Linked DNA regions of Mus musculus: all the other regions are linked to region 2. A link is a contact called in public promoter capture Hi-C data. All regions are on one chromosome and are shown on one strand. The core of a region is the stretch at or near the end of the contact, and the rest is flanking DNA. Distances in the headings are between cores, read along the strand shown. Region 1 holds the start of Sdc4 (syndecan 4). Region 2 holds the start of Ccn5 (cellular communication network factor 5). Region 3 holds the start of Wfdc2 (WAP four-disulfide core domain 2). Region 4 holds the start of Matn4 (matrilin 4).

What was found. Promoter capture Hi-C pulls out the DNA fragments that hold promoters and counts their contacts.
Region 1: a contact with region 2 is called in a promoter capture Hi-C map of the 3T3-L1 cell line, with 3 times the contacts expected there. The contact joins the promoter of Sdc4 here to the promoter of Ccn5 in region 2. A contact is called at or near these places in 2 of 39 promoter capture datasets (the 3T3-L1 cell line and cranial neural crest).
Region 3: a promoter capture Hi-C map of liver shows a contact between it and region 2, with 2.6 times the contacts expected there. The contact joins the promoter of Wfdc2 here to the promoter of Ccn5 in region 2. A contact is called at or near these places in 2 of 39 promoter capture datasets (the C10 cell line and liver).
Region 4: a contact with region 2 is called in a promoter capture Hi-C map of liver, with 2.1 times the contacts expected there. The contact joins the promoter of Matn4 here to the promoter of Ccn5 in region 2. A contact is called at or near these places in 2 of 39 promoter capture datasets (the HPC-7 cell line and liver), 1 of 115 datasets of contacts at active chromatin or transcription factors (pancreatic cancer cells) and 1 of 9 other capture datasets (embryonic stem cells).

What each region holds. Positions count from the first base shown.
Region 1 is chr2:164,441,496-164,444,725 of GRCm38.p6, reverse strand. Sdc4 (syndecan 4) reads left to right here and starts at 1,538. Exons shown (of 5, transcript NM_011521.2): 1 at 1,538-1,636. The coding sequence starts at 1,562.
Region 2 is chr2:163,818,770-163,822,083 of GRCm38.p6, reverse strand. Ccn5 (cellular communication network factor 5) reads right to left here and starts at 1,250. Exons shown (of 5, transcript NM_016873.2): 1 at 975-1,250; 2 at 703-795. The coding sequence starts at 762.
Region 3 is chr2:164,561,216-164,564,398 of GRCm38.p6, reverse strand. Wfdc2 (WAP four-disulfide core domain 2) reads right to left here and starts at 1,683. Exons shown (of 5, transcript NM_026323.2): 1 at 1,595-1,683; 2 at 948-1,091; 3 at 187-342. The coding sequence starts at 1,673.
Region 4 is chr2:164,403,004-164,406,081 of GRCm38.p6, reverse strand. It overlaps Matn4 (matrilin 4), which reads left to right and starts at 1,264. Exons shown (of 11, transcript NM_013592.4): 1 at 1,264-1,591. Rbpjl (recombination signal binding protein for immunoglobulin kappa J region-like) reads right to left here and starts at 2,888. Exons shown (of 12, transcript NM_009036.1): 1 at 2,764-2,888; 2 at 1,521-1,623; 3 at 203-328. The coding sequence starts at 2,785.

The DNA.
Region 1 (3,230 bases), core at 289-2,788, 620 kb before region 2:
CCTTTGAGACAGGGTCTCTCTACATAGCCCTGACTCATTGTGTAGACCAGGCTGGTCTTGAATTCAGAAATCTACTGGCACATGTCACCACACCCGGCTTATGAGAAAGAGTTTCTTATTCTAGTTAGAGTGATTCATTTATTTTCTCAGTGCCCAACTTTTAGGGAAGTATATTCAAATAATTGAGAACAATTGCTCACCGTTAAGTCTGGGGCAAGATAAACCCACGGTCAGTATTGGAAAACTGTTTTTCTCTCAAAGCTCTCTGCCACAAGAGACTTTAATTCTCAGAAAATAATTAAGGGCTAGAATAAGGAAAGCCAAGGAATAGAACAGGACAGAGTATGCCCTGCCTGTATTCTTATGGAGGAGGTAGTGCTGAGCTGGGACATAGTGAGTTAGGGTTAGTTTAGGCAATTCAAAGAGGAACAGGGGCGAGGGGTCATATTTACCTTGGAAAGTATGTGAATTCAGAATATCCTAAGACAGGCCAAAATGCCCTAATTCCAAAACCACATTATGTATGCACAAATGTACCCTTAGAACAATGTATCGGTATGTCAAAGATCAAAAGTTTTGATTGATGGTTCTAGCATGCCCCTCCCCCTACTTTTTTAAAGACAGGGTTTCACACTGACACCAGCTGGCTCATTTTAAACTCCGACTGTCCCCTTGCCTCAGTATCTCAAATGCCAGGATGACAGCCCTTCCCTATCACGTGTGTGTGTGTGTGTGTGTCCTTCAGTTTTTCGATTATTGATTCCATCAGTATCTGTGCTGAGGGTGGGACTAAAGAATCTTACCATTACCTACTTTGTTAGGATGGTGTTAGAAGCAACATTCTTGGATCCGGTGTAGAAGCCGCCTTGAGAAATAAGAGAGTCAATTGAGAGGACAAGTCAAAAGAGTAAGACTATTTCGTGACACGTGAGTATTACACACAATTCACACTTCAGTTGATAAATCACACTGTTTAGTGCACAGGCAGGCTCGTTCCTTTGTCTTTCCAGCTGCTTCTGCGCTGGCGCCCTGGGGTTGGAATAATTTCGACAGCAGGCCTGGAAAAACTTGAACCATTTCGTCGTTGTCGGTTCAGAGTTGCTAATCAAAAACTATCCGAATTCAAGCGCCACTTGGGGAATACTCCCTGACAAAGCGGAGCGCATCCGCTTTGAAGACTGGTAAAAACAGCAGACCCCTAGTCAATCCTACCCCGTTTATGGGCCTCAGTTTCCCCAGCTATAAATTGGGGGCTAAGCAGTGATCCTCGGATTTTAGGCAGACTGCCTCGCAGTAGATCGGTTAACTATCATGGGCTGCAGCTCCTGGAGCTACAGATTGAGGTCAGTTTGGAGCCGGCAGGCACGCTGTGGGCGGGTCCCCGGGCGGGTTGGGTCCCACCCCAGTGGTTTCCAGCTTGCCCAGCGCAGCACCCCGCAGGCCTAAGCTTTCCCGGGGGAATTCCGGGCGGTGCGGGCGAGCACTGGGGGCGGGGCAGGGCTGCTGCCTATAAGAAGGGCTGCGCGCCCGCTCCGGGCCACTGGTTTGCGCTGTTGAAGCCATGGCGCCTGCCTGCCTGCTTGCGCCGCTGCTGCTGCTGCTCCTCGGAGGCTTCCCCTTGGTCCCCGGAGAGTCGGTATGTATTTGAAGGATGTCTTGGAGGGGGGAGAATTGGGGGGTGCCTTCTTTGTCCCCTCAAATCCCGGGATCCGGAGGGAGTAGGGTGCATCGCGAACTGTGCTCCCTCCCCCCAACCCCCTCTGGACGCCGAGACAGGGAAAACTTTGTGAGGAAACTTTGCTCTTGGGTCTCGAGAAGGCTGCCGGAGACTCTTCCACGCGCCGTGCACCCCTAGCCTGTTGCTCTGAGCTCTGGACTCAGCCTGGCCTCTGGGCTCCCGGGTGGGACGTGACTAAGTTGGTGTCAACTTTTCTCCTCCCACACCCTCACCCCTACTTTGTGATCCCAGTGCTGGCGCTGCGCGCGGAGTGGCCCTCTGGGTGTCCATAGCAGGAGGCTCGAATCTGAGATGGTCTGGGGACGGGGTGGGCAGCTTGTATTCGGGAGCTGGAACACTTTAGGGCTGTGCGGAGGACCCCGTTTCACAAACCCTGGGGAATGGAGAAGACTGAATCCTGGCCTTCGTTCTGGCCACAGTCTTGGTACGACTGACTTAAGGGGCAAGATCACCTCCTTCTAAGGTCACCTGACCTATCTACAGAACATATCATGAGGTGACCCTTCCTGCTTTAGGCTGTCCAAAAAGTAGGGTTCCTTATTTTTCCAGAGCGGACTTAAAGGATAACTTTCCGATCAGCTCCAGGCTAGAGATTGAGCTTCAACTGTTTTGTGGGAAGTGTTTTGGTTGAAACCGCACACGGGGAAATTGAGGCACCCACCTGAGTGCGGAGAAGGATCTAGAGGAGAAAAGATCCCAGGGAACCTAAAGAAACCTTTCCTTTTCAGGATCAGAGTCAACAAGGATCTAGGGCCGGATCAGCTCAGTCCTAGCAGGCGTTTAGGAGGCAAGGGAATTTACAGGGCATGACAGTTCCTGGGAGAGGGTGGTCTGACCCATGAGCACGGGCCATTTGTACCGTTAGTCTAAGTTTTAGGGGGAGTGAGACTCTGGAGTTTAATCATTAATGTTCTTTTGAAAGCCACCTTTTCTCTGGGCTTATTTAGGGAATAGTTGATTATGTTCAGGAGGCTCGAGATGAGAGTGTATGCACTCTCTAGCACAATTGCAGTTAGGTACGGAACCCATTGCATGCTGGTTTCTGCTCTGATGGCTTCCTGGTGGCTTTGGAATCGAGCGTGTTTAATTTCAGAAAACCTCCCTGTTTACCATTCTTAAACTAGTCCTCAGGCAGAGGTTAAGTAACCTGCTGAAGGTCACACAGCTACCAACCAGCTGAGTCAGGCAGAAGTTAAGACAGACTTGGAAATGCCTGCTTTTATCTTCTCGTCCCTGTGGCTGCTGTTAGGTCCCGTTTTCCCATAATTCCAGACTGGTCTAACATCTATTGATGCTTGGGATTGGAGAGCCTCAAGGTGTATTGTGAGTGGAATGAACGAGAATATGAGGGAATGGCTTTCCACTAAAGGGAAGGCATCTTTGCAGAAAGGTGGTGACTGAGCGAGCCCAGCGTGCCTTCCTGTTGCATTAACCTTAAATGAGCGGCTGAAGGCTATTCTGAAGTCGAGTCCTTCCTTGTGGACATCTGAAG
Region 2 (3,314 bases), core at 1-2,500:
AGACACACCTATGTCTGCCCCAGGCTCCACCATGCAACTCTTCTATTGTTCTTTTTCTTTGCTGTGTGGCTTTGGGCACATTGCTTACCCTCTCTGAGTCTCCTTTGATCAAAACAGGACAATTTGTTATAAGACTGTTATAAATGTGCAAACGGAACTACTCACAAGCCAATTAAAAGATGCCCAATGTGAACCAAGGGACAAGGACATTTGCCACAGAGATGTCTCCTGCTCTCTCTGACCAGGGCCAGAGGTCACTGACTGCCTGAGGGCTAGCATGTTGTACCCTCATGGACTGTACTTTGCAATCAGACCCCAGCATCAACCTCTGTCCTGGTTCAGAGCTACACAGCACTCACATTTGTTTTAGTTTCTATGACACTGGAGGATCCCACTGTCCTCTTTTAGACACTCATCTAGGTCCAGGACCTATGCTATCTTCTGTGGATGCAGTTCTCCTTAGTGGTCTCCCCAGAAGCTTCATGAACATTGTACCCATTCAACTGAGGCTGAAGCTCAGAAAGGGTAGGACACTTGTCTGAGGTCACACAGCCGAACTTGCATGCCCAGAGAGGGAAGCAAGCCTGGGCACAGAGACCAGACTGTATCCAGTATAGGGTCTTTCCAAGAGTTCTAAGTTGTGACCATATATCTGTCCCACCACCCAGAATTCTGCTGTCATTCAAGACCAGGATGCCTTACCATTGAGAGAATGCAGAGGAAGGAAATGGCCAGAAGATGGATCAGTGGGTTGCCCCTCATGTCACCGTGTCCCTTGTGGAGCCAGCTTCAAACCTGGGAAGCAAGACCCGAGTCTTTTTTTATGTTCTGGAGGGAATGAGGTTCCTTCTAGGTGCATACAGAGAAAGAGAAAACGACAGACAGACAGACAGACAGACACACACACACACACACACACACACATTTATAGTCCTTACACCGGTTTCCATAGTCCCAGGAATAAGCCCAGTTACCTGAGGCCGAGGAGGCCACCAAGAAGGTGTCTGACAGTGTGTGAAGCCCAAGCCACCGCAAGTGCCAAGAGTTTAGGACAGGAGCCTGACAGGAGCCTCTCAGCTCCTCAGTTCCCAGCAAGAAAGACCTCCATCCCAAGCTACTGCCACAGCAGCTGCAGCCTCGCCAAGGCCCCTGTCCCAGCCCGGGGTCCTCTGGAGATCAGGAGCGTCTGTCAAATGCTCTGCAGATCTGACCCACGGTGTCCTGAGCCCTGAAGCTCAAGCTCTGGGCAGCCCAGACCCAGCCTGTGGTTTCTGGCAGGGAGACTGGCAGCCACCCAGAGGTGGGTGTGACCCAGAGCAGAGCTTCCCTGGCAGCCTGTCTGCTCTTGGCAACCAAGAGCCTCCCTATCCTCCTGGGCTCTGAAGGTGGCCTAGGGTGGCCAAGCCTAAGCAGACTGAGCCTACTGTGTGCTGGCACTTGCTGGTCTCTGCTGATCTGACTGAGCAAAATTGTCTTTGTTGGATTCTACCAGCTCTGAGGGGTTCTGCAGACCTGGAGACACAGCACAGACCTGGGGACCAGAGCCTGGGGCATGGGGTAGTAATGAAAAGTGTAAGGACCCCCTCCCTTGTTCAGACAAAGAGTGAGATACAACTTCTGAGGGAGATGCCAATTCTGAAAGCTAACAAGGCTCTGCGGTAGAATGTTCCAGAGGGAACAGCATGATCAAATGTCTGGAGGAGGGACCTAACATAGTAGCCTGGCATACTCAGTACAGAAGGTATCTAGTGGGCATGTGGCTTCCTGGGCACTGGACTGGGCAGGAATACGCAGAGAATAAAACACAGGATTCACATCACCAACTGTATCCATTGGGTACAGGGGATGTCCCTAAGGTCCTATCAACGAGTGTTGGGTAGAAGGACATGGGATTTAAAGATCAGGGTGTAGGGCTGGAGAGATGGCTCAGTGGTTAAGAGCACTGACTGCTCTTCCAGAGATCCCGAGTTCAATTCCTAGCAACCACATGGTGGCTCACAACCATCTGTAATGGAATCCGATGCCCTCTTCTGGTGTGTCTGAAGACTGCAACAGTGTACCCATATACATAAAATACTTAAATAAATAAATCTTTTTAAAAAAAATCAGGGTGTAGAGACATCTGCTGTGTTATATGTAGAAGCATCATCTGTCAATAAAAGGCTGATTGGCCAATGAGCTGAGGCAGGAAATAGAAGGCGGGACATCTTGGGGGGGGGGCGGTTGATTCTGGGATAAAGTCAGAAACAGGGTCTTAGGTGCTTAGAGAAGGCTGTGGCTCCCAACACCTCCACCAGTTACAGTGCAACACACCCATGAGCCCAGATCACAGGGGGCTAGCCTGGGCTACAAAGCAAGCCCCTATCTCAAAAGAAAACAAACCTGGAGGCTATATGCTCCCTCCGAGTCACATACAGACTCTGCCTACCACTGTGGGTAGAAGACAAATATCTAGCAAATAAGTCTATATGACCTGAGGGCCTGAGGGAGAAATGGCATGGCCACCTTGGGTCCTTGCTGTCTGTAGTTCCCTGCTTGATCCTTTCTATGTTTATCGAGACTAGACTATGCCACACGCAGGCATGACACCAGCGAGACTGGAAAGGCAGACCGCAGTCATTTGGTTAGGTAGCGTGGGCAGAGGTACGGCACACAGGACCTGAATCAGGCAGGTGTGGAGTGAGACGCCGCTGAGTTTTGGGGCTGGCACGCTGAAGTGGTGAATGGACGGCTGTTGGTACGCAGTCAACTCTGAGCCAGACTTGACACCCTGTCTTGGGTGCTCACCCGCTCCATGGCCGCACGGAAACTCTCTCAGACAGACCTACACAACGTCCACACTGATAATTGTCTATCTCCTGCCACTATCTCCAAGACCTGAGTTTGTGTAAGACAGTGATGTGCTCAGCTTGGCAGCCAGGCAAGGCTATGTGGCTAGCTTCCTGTTGTGAGTTACGCAAAAGCATTGGGTGCAAATTCTGAGACTGGTCCCTAAAGGGAAGGCCTTTCTTTTTGTCACTCTGACACTCCTTTCTTCCTCTGCTTCTGGTCAAAGGTGGGATAGTGATGTTCGTGGCTGCCTTGTACCATGGAGGTACCTTGAAGACAGGTCTCATATACAGAGGGAGGCATAAAAGAAGGAGATTGGAGCCAGGCAAGGGCAAGCATGCATGTCATCCCTGTATCTTTAAGGCTGAGGCAGGAGGATAATGAGTTTAAGTTTAGCTTGAGTTATATAGAAAGACCCTGACTCATAGACAAAAAGGAGAGGATGTATCCCTTATGGTGCCTAGAGCTACATATGTGTCCTGGAT
Region 3 (3,183 bases), core at 434-2,933, 740 kb before region 2:
ACTCCTAAGTATAAATTGCTTCCAGTCATTCCTGGCATCTTTGAGAAAAATAATAAAGGCAAAAGAGGGGCAGGGGCTGTAGCCCCCCCAAAAGACCAGAAATTACAAACTTTGGTTTCTGTTCCCCCACCCCACCTCCTAGCCTCAGCTTTTCCCTCTTGGAAATAAGATGCTTAGATTCCACACCTCGGACACCTAAGCCTTCCCTGGTCACAGCTGGTGGCTTCGTGGAGACTTGACCTCCCGGTGGTTTAGTAGTGTGGTCAAGGCCCGCTGATTGAGTAGTAGTCCCAGTCTCTGAGAGTTTAGTATCTGTCCCTGAGAGCTCTCCTTCGCTCGGTCCTAAAGGTTGTGGAAATAAAGATACAAGAGGAAAATCCAGTGTCAAAGAAAGAAACGGAACCTCTGCCAGCCACAGGATGGCGGTGTAACTTTGTGCGAGAACATTTATTTTGGCGGCTCACTTCCACAACCTTAGGATGTGGCAAAAGATTTCTCCCTCCCTCAGGTACAAATCTTGAGTCTTGCTAGGCCAGACCGTTGAGGGCCCTGCGGGAAGAACCCCAAGGGGCAACAGGTCCCTAAGGCTCGGGTCCCGGCACTGACGCCACCCAGGGTTTGCCCTCCAACTCCAGCCTAGGAAGCCACTGCTCTCAGGTCCCGGAACAAAGTCTCGCTGTGCGTGCCCGGAAGCCCTTCATGCACCAGAGAATCGAATCCAGCCAGGAATGGGGGGGAGGGGGGCTCCTTCCCCTGGGCCGCGCCTCTGTGACGCCTTTGTCCCTCGCATTTACCCCAGGCCAGACAAGGGAGGCACGTGTGGATCGGGTTTCCACCGCTTTTCGGGCTCCCTGGATCTGGGATGCCCTTCTTCGCCAAACCCAAACCCGGGCCGCTCCCACCTCTCACAACCCCGCCCTGTCCCCGCCAGGTCACCCCGGGGCTACCATTAGGCTTGGAGCAGACAGAGCTGCAGCCCGCCTGGCAGCACTTGCGGTTGTCCGCACAGTCCTTGTCCAAAGTGCACTCCAACACACAGTCCGTAATTGGTTCAAGCTGGGGGCACTCGCCGGGTTTCTCTGCATCGGTGCCTTGGGATGGGTGGGTGGGAGCAGAGACTTGTCAGGGAGAACCGAGCCCAGTCCCACCCGCATATCCTCTCCCTGCTCCGAGATCCCCAAATTTCAACCCCAAGGATTTCGGATTCTTTGGCCCAGGGGCCCCCATAATATCATCCCAGAGAGCCTCACCCCCGAGCCAGGGGTCTCTGACACTAGAGAACTCCCCAATGCTTGGCTTCAAAGTCCCCAGTCCTCTGGGACTTGAGCCTCTGCTTGGAAGCTTCCGCCATCCCGGGAGTTTCCCGCTCCTCTTCATCAGGTCTCTGCTTTCAGAGCTGAGAGAGCCCCCGCCCTTCCAACTTTAAGCCTTCATTGATTCCCCCTCCCCCCTTCCCAGTACATTCCCCGGACCCTAAGCTTCAAGGATAACTAGCTGTAGGCCCCAGAGTTGCAAAAATTAAATATTCACTGGCCTCTCACCTTAGTCCCAGAACCCCGGCTTCTGAGACTCCGGCACTCTGGGCTGCACTCACCTGTGGCTGAGATGGGGGTGAACAGTAGCAACCCTAGTAGGAGGCCAGCGGCCAGCAAGCAGAGGCGACAGGCAGGCATGGTGCAGGTGTGACCTGCAGCCAGGATGGGGGGGATTTAAGCACTCGCGCGGGGAGGGGGGCGGGGCCGAGTGAGGGGTACAGGAGGCGGGTAGGAAGCACAGCGGGCAGCGCGGGCGCCCTGCCACCTCACGCCATTTCACAATCCCCCTGGATCAGGTGTCATTCTTGGCTCTGGTGGGAACCAGGAACCGAGACAGCTTCCAAGCCGGCTGCAGCCGGACACTTGTCCACCCCTCCCTCTCTTCCTACCTTTCTAAGGCCTGAGGGCAAGGCAGGGCAGTGAGAGCTGAAAGCTCCCTGGGATCAGTTTTAAAGAGTCTGTTGACTCCCCAGGAGTCCAAGATTAAGGAGAAAACGGCAAGGCTGCAGTGATGGAGCCAAAAGGAGGCAAAAGATGCTGGGGATTAAATGGCTGAGATTGGGGCCAGATGAACCACAGCATGCAGAGCCCTGTTCAAGGATTAGTAGAGGCTGGTGTAGTGGAGGCTACAGAAATAAGACTTATTAACAAAGGAAGCCAGCTGACAAGGAACACATCCAGGAAGGAGCAACACCCGTGCAATTTCCAGCTCTCTCGGGCATTTCTTTTGCCTTTTCTTACCCCAGTCCATTGGGGCAGGATAGAGTGTTTCACTACTATGACTAGAGAGTGATGCACAGGCTGGACCACTTCAGAGGCTTGTCCCCAACCGAAGTTCCAGGCTAAAGTTTTTGGATCTCCATTTCTTCCTCCAGGCTCTGTTTCCTCCAGATGCCTACCAAATGACACATAACAGAGAGAGTGTTATGGTGGTGACTATGCAACGCTGGCACTTCAGGATATCCTTCCCTTTATTATCAGGTAAAACTTAGCAGCGCAAACCGGGTGTCTTAGCATTTTACTGCTGTGAACAGACACCATGACTAAGGCAACTCTCATAAGGACAACATTTAATTGGGGCTGGCTTACAGGTTCAGAGGTTCAATCCATTATCATCAGGGTGGGAGCATGGCAGCATCCAGGTAGGCATGGTGCAGGAGGAACTGAGAGTTCTACATCTTCATCTGAAGGCTGCTAAGAGAAGACTAACTTCCAGAAAGCTAGGGAGAAAGGCCACCCCCACAGTGATACACTTCCTCCAACAAGGCTACCCCTCCAAATAGTACCACTCCCTGGGACAAGCATATTCAAACCACCACACTGGGCATGTGCAGGAATAGACTTTTCTCTAAGAACCTCCCTGTTTGGATTTGTATAGGCTTCCATAATAAATTCCTCACCCTTTCTAACCTTCCTTTGTTGCTTGATAGTAGACTCCTTGTGGAGTCTACTATCGTGTGCTCCTGGCCTCACATGATGTCAACCACCATATCCGGTTACCGTAATCAAAAGGGGGCTGTCCGGTGCTGGTCCTGGAGTGACAGGGACCAGGTTCCACCTCCTCCACTTCCCATTTGAAGGACCTTGGGTGAAACTCCTCTCCTTTTTGAAGAGCCATTTTTGTCATCTGTAAAAATGATGGTCGAGG
Region 4 (3,078 bases), core at 15-2,514, 580 kb before region 2:
ATCTGACAGCCACTGTCAAGTTCTGCTCTAGATCCCAGTAGGCAGCTGTTGTTGGCTGGGGAACAGGACCCTGGCTGAACAATGGCTGAGGTGTCAGCCTTGAGGCCTCCAAGATGTCAAAGAAGCTAAATGGTGGTGGGTTTGGAGGGAGGCATAGGGCTGAAGGCTGTGGAGACCTGGGTCGGGGTAGGGAGCCACCTACCGCTTCTCATTTCCATAGGATTTCTGAGCCACCTTGGCATGCAGGATCCACACAGTCTGCTCACATCTTTGCTGCAGGCATGTGCGCACACCTTCTCTTAGGATGATGGCATGCTCTGGGGGTGACCTAGGAATGGGGGTTGGGCCCACGGGGCCACAGGAAGGAGAGTCAAGGGTTGAGTTGGCACAAAGCCCACCCCTGAAGCTGAGTGAGCTGAAGTTGGAGATGGGGTTGATTTATGTCCTCCAAGGGATCTGGGGGAAGAAGGACTTGGGAAATGAGCTAAATATTTGTGTTCCAAGAACCCTGCACAGACCTCACCAGGATCACCCAGGTGCTACACTGTGTGGGTGGCTTCCCGGCTGTTGTAGTCTGGGGCCAAGTGGAATAGCTGTGTTTAAAACCCTACATTTGGTTCTCAGATGGAGGTGGGCTTTGTGGAAATAGTAATTAAGCTTTCAACTCATAAGGGGAAACAGCCTTTGCCAGCTCCAGGTCCGGAGCACAACCTCAATTCGAGCAGGCACATGCACCGGTGAAAATGTGACCAAGGCTCCAAACTGCATTACCAGGATTGGGGTGGGGGGGAGGCGGCGGATCTGAGTCTTTCTGATGCCCAAACAACACCCTTGGCTTAATGCTACGGGGGTTTTCTTTTCTTTGAGTGTAGCACGGGTCAGCTCTCTGGGGTCTGTTGCTTATCAGTCCGAGAGTTTGACAAATGAGGATGGGTTCTCTCAAAGCCTGCGCAATTAAAAGGAGCACATGAAAAAGAGTCTGTGGTGAGTCTTTATTTGGGAAATGAGCAAGTTGGGCCCTGAAGAGAGCTGGGAACTCCAAGGCTGTCCTTTTGAGTCCTTTTACCTTTACGGCAGGACCAAGTCTCGGCCTTTCATCACTCCAGGAAGGGACAGAGGAGGGCAAGAGTCGGGCGCGTCCTTGGAAGCCCAGGCAGGCCAGGCAGGCGGCGGTCAGGACCGCTCCGCCTCTTGGGGCTCTCCTCTGGGAAGTGTCTCGTGTAGGATTCCAGAGCATTCCGGCTGCCCGGAGTGTCGCCGCCCGACTCCAGCTGTAGCCCAATTCCGGCCCGCAGCTCGCGCCTGCAGCTCCCAGAGCAGCAGGAAAAAGGGGCGCCGTGCTTGCTGGGGCCCGAGTGTTGAGAGGAAGGGGGAGAACGCTCCTGCCAGTGGGAGGGGTCGCAGCCCGCGCTCCCCCTCCCCACCCTCCCGCTCCAGGTTAAATGCAGCTGCCGCTTGGGCTCGCCCTGGCTGTCTGGCATTCCCCACTTAGGGCAACCTGCCCACGCCGCCGCCGTTACCTGGTCCAACTCCCCAGGAGGCTGGGCCCGTCGCTCTGTAGCCGCACCTCTGAGCTGTCCGGCAGGCTCAGGTGAGTCAAAGGGCCCGGGGGCAACGAGGGGTCTGCAGGGAAGCCAGCGTAAAACCCGTAGGGGGACAAGTCTTAACAGCCTACGTGTCCACGTCTAACCTGCAGTACCTTTTCCGATCCCCCTCTGGCAAGGCCAACAAAATGCAGGTCCTCCTTCCCTAATCTCCCTCCACGCCTGGCACCTTCCCAAAGTGTCCTTTCCGGATTAGCTCTTGAACTCAGACCTCTTTGGAGCGCACTTTCCTTGGGAATGCACTTTCCCTATCCTAAGGGCGTCCGAGAAATTTCCTCTTCAATGCAAGGATCCTTATCAGGAGACCTGGGCTCACTCTAATGGGCCACTACTTCAAAGCAAGCCTTTGAACGATGATGACTCTCTTTGCCCTCCCTAGACCGCCCCCCCCCCCCCCGTGGAACAGCGGATTTGGAAAGCTGAAATTGAGAGGGCAGCTGTTTTGACTTTCTAAGAGTCCTGAGGTGCAAGCGACATCAAGTGCGTGTTGACTTAAGCCAAGAGGAGCTTAAGGGAGCCCTTAGTCAAGAGCCAACCCTGAGTTTCAAAGGCCCGGTGGAGCTATACTCAGATGTTTGCCCTGGGGTGCTGGCTCCGCTCTGGCCCACTCTAGAAAAGGCTTGCCTTTCCTCCTACCTCCACCATCAAGCCACTGGCACATCTAGCTAGCTTGTCACCTTACCACCACAGACCCTGCCAGAAGGATTTTTGTTCTTCTACCCTCGCTGGAAAGCCAGAAGGGAGAAGAATCTCGGATAGGAAGCTGGTCTGGAGTCAGAGCCACGCACCGGCCTTGCTCAGAATGGGCTCATTCAAGGAACTGGGGGGTTGAGGGAGGGGCAGCCGTGGGTTAAGGGGCGATGGCCTGCTCTGCCAAGAAACCACAGAAAAATGGATAGAGCAGGCTCAGTGTGCCGTGTGGGGGTGGGGTGGGGAACGGAAGAAAGGCTTAGTGATTCTTAGGTGCAAGGGAACCAGGCTTCTCTGGAGGAAGAGACAGGGGTGGGGTGTAGGGGGGTGAGAGCTAGGTTTAGTTCTGTGCCTGGAGCCCAGCTGGGTAGTCTTATTGGGCAGCACATTTTCCATCCGTACAGTGTGTGTGTTCCCTTAGTGGTTCTCAAGGGACCTAGTTAGGCTACACAGGAAGGAGAGGGCTCACCTGTTGTCTCCCTGGGGTCCATGGCTGCTCATCGAGGCCCAGGCCGCTCTCTTGCTGCCCTCTGGGCACATCTACCGCCACTGACTTCGATACCGTTCACACATCTAAGCCCCGATCCGATCCTCACACTGGATTTATCCTGTCCAAGCCTTATCTTCAAGGTCCCGGGACTCCCAGCGGCCTGTTTGCTCTGGGCAGGGACACCTGCTGGGCAGATGTAGGCTTCCCACGGCAGTAGAAGCCAGACCCAGCAGGCGCCCCCTGGCGGCCTCTCCTAAGAGCAGGCGAGAAACAGACACCGAGGCGTGTCTTGTG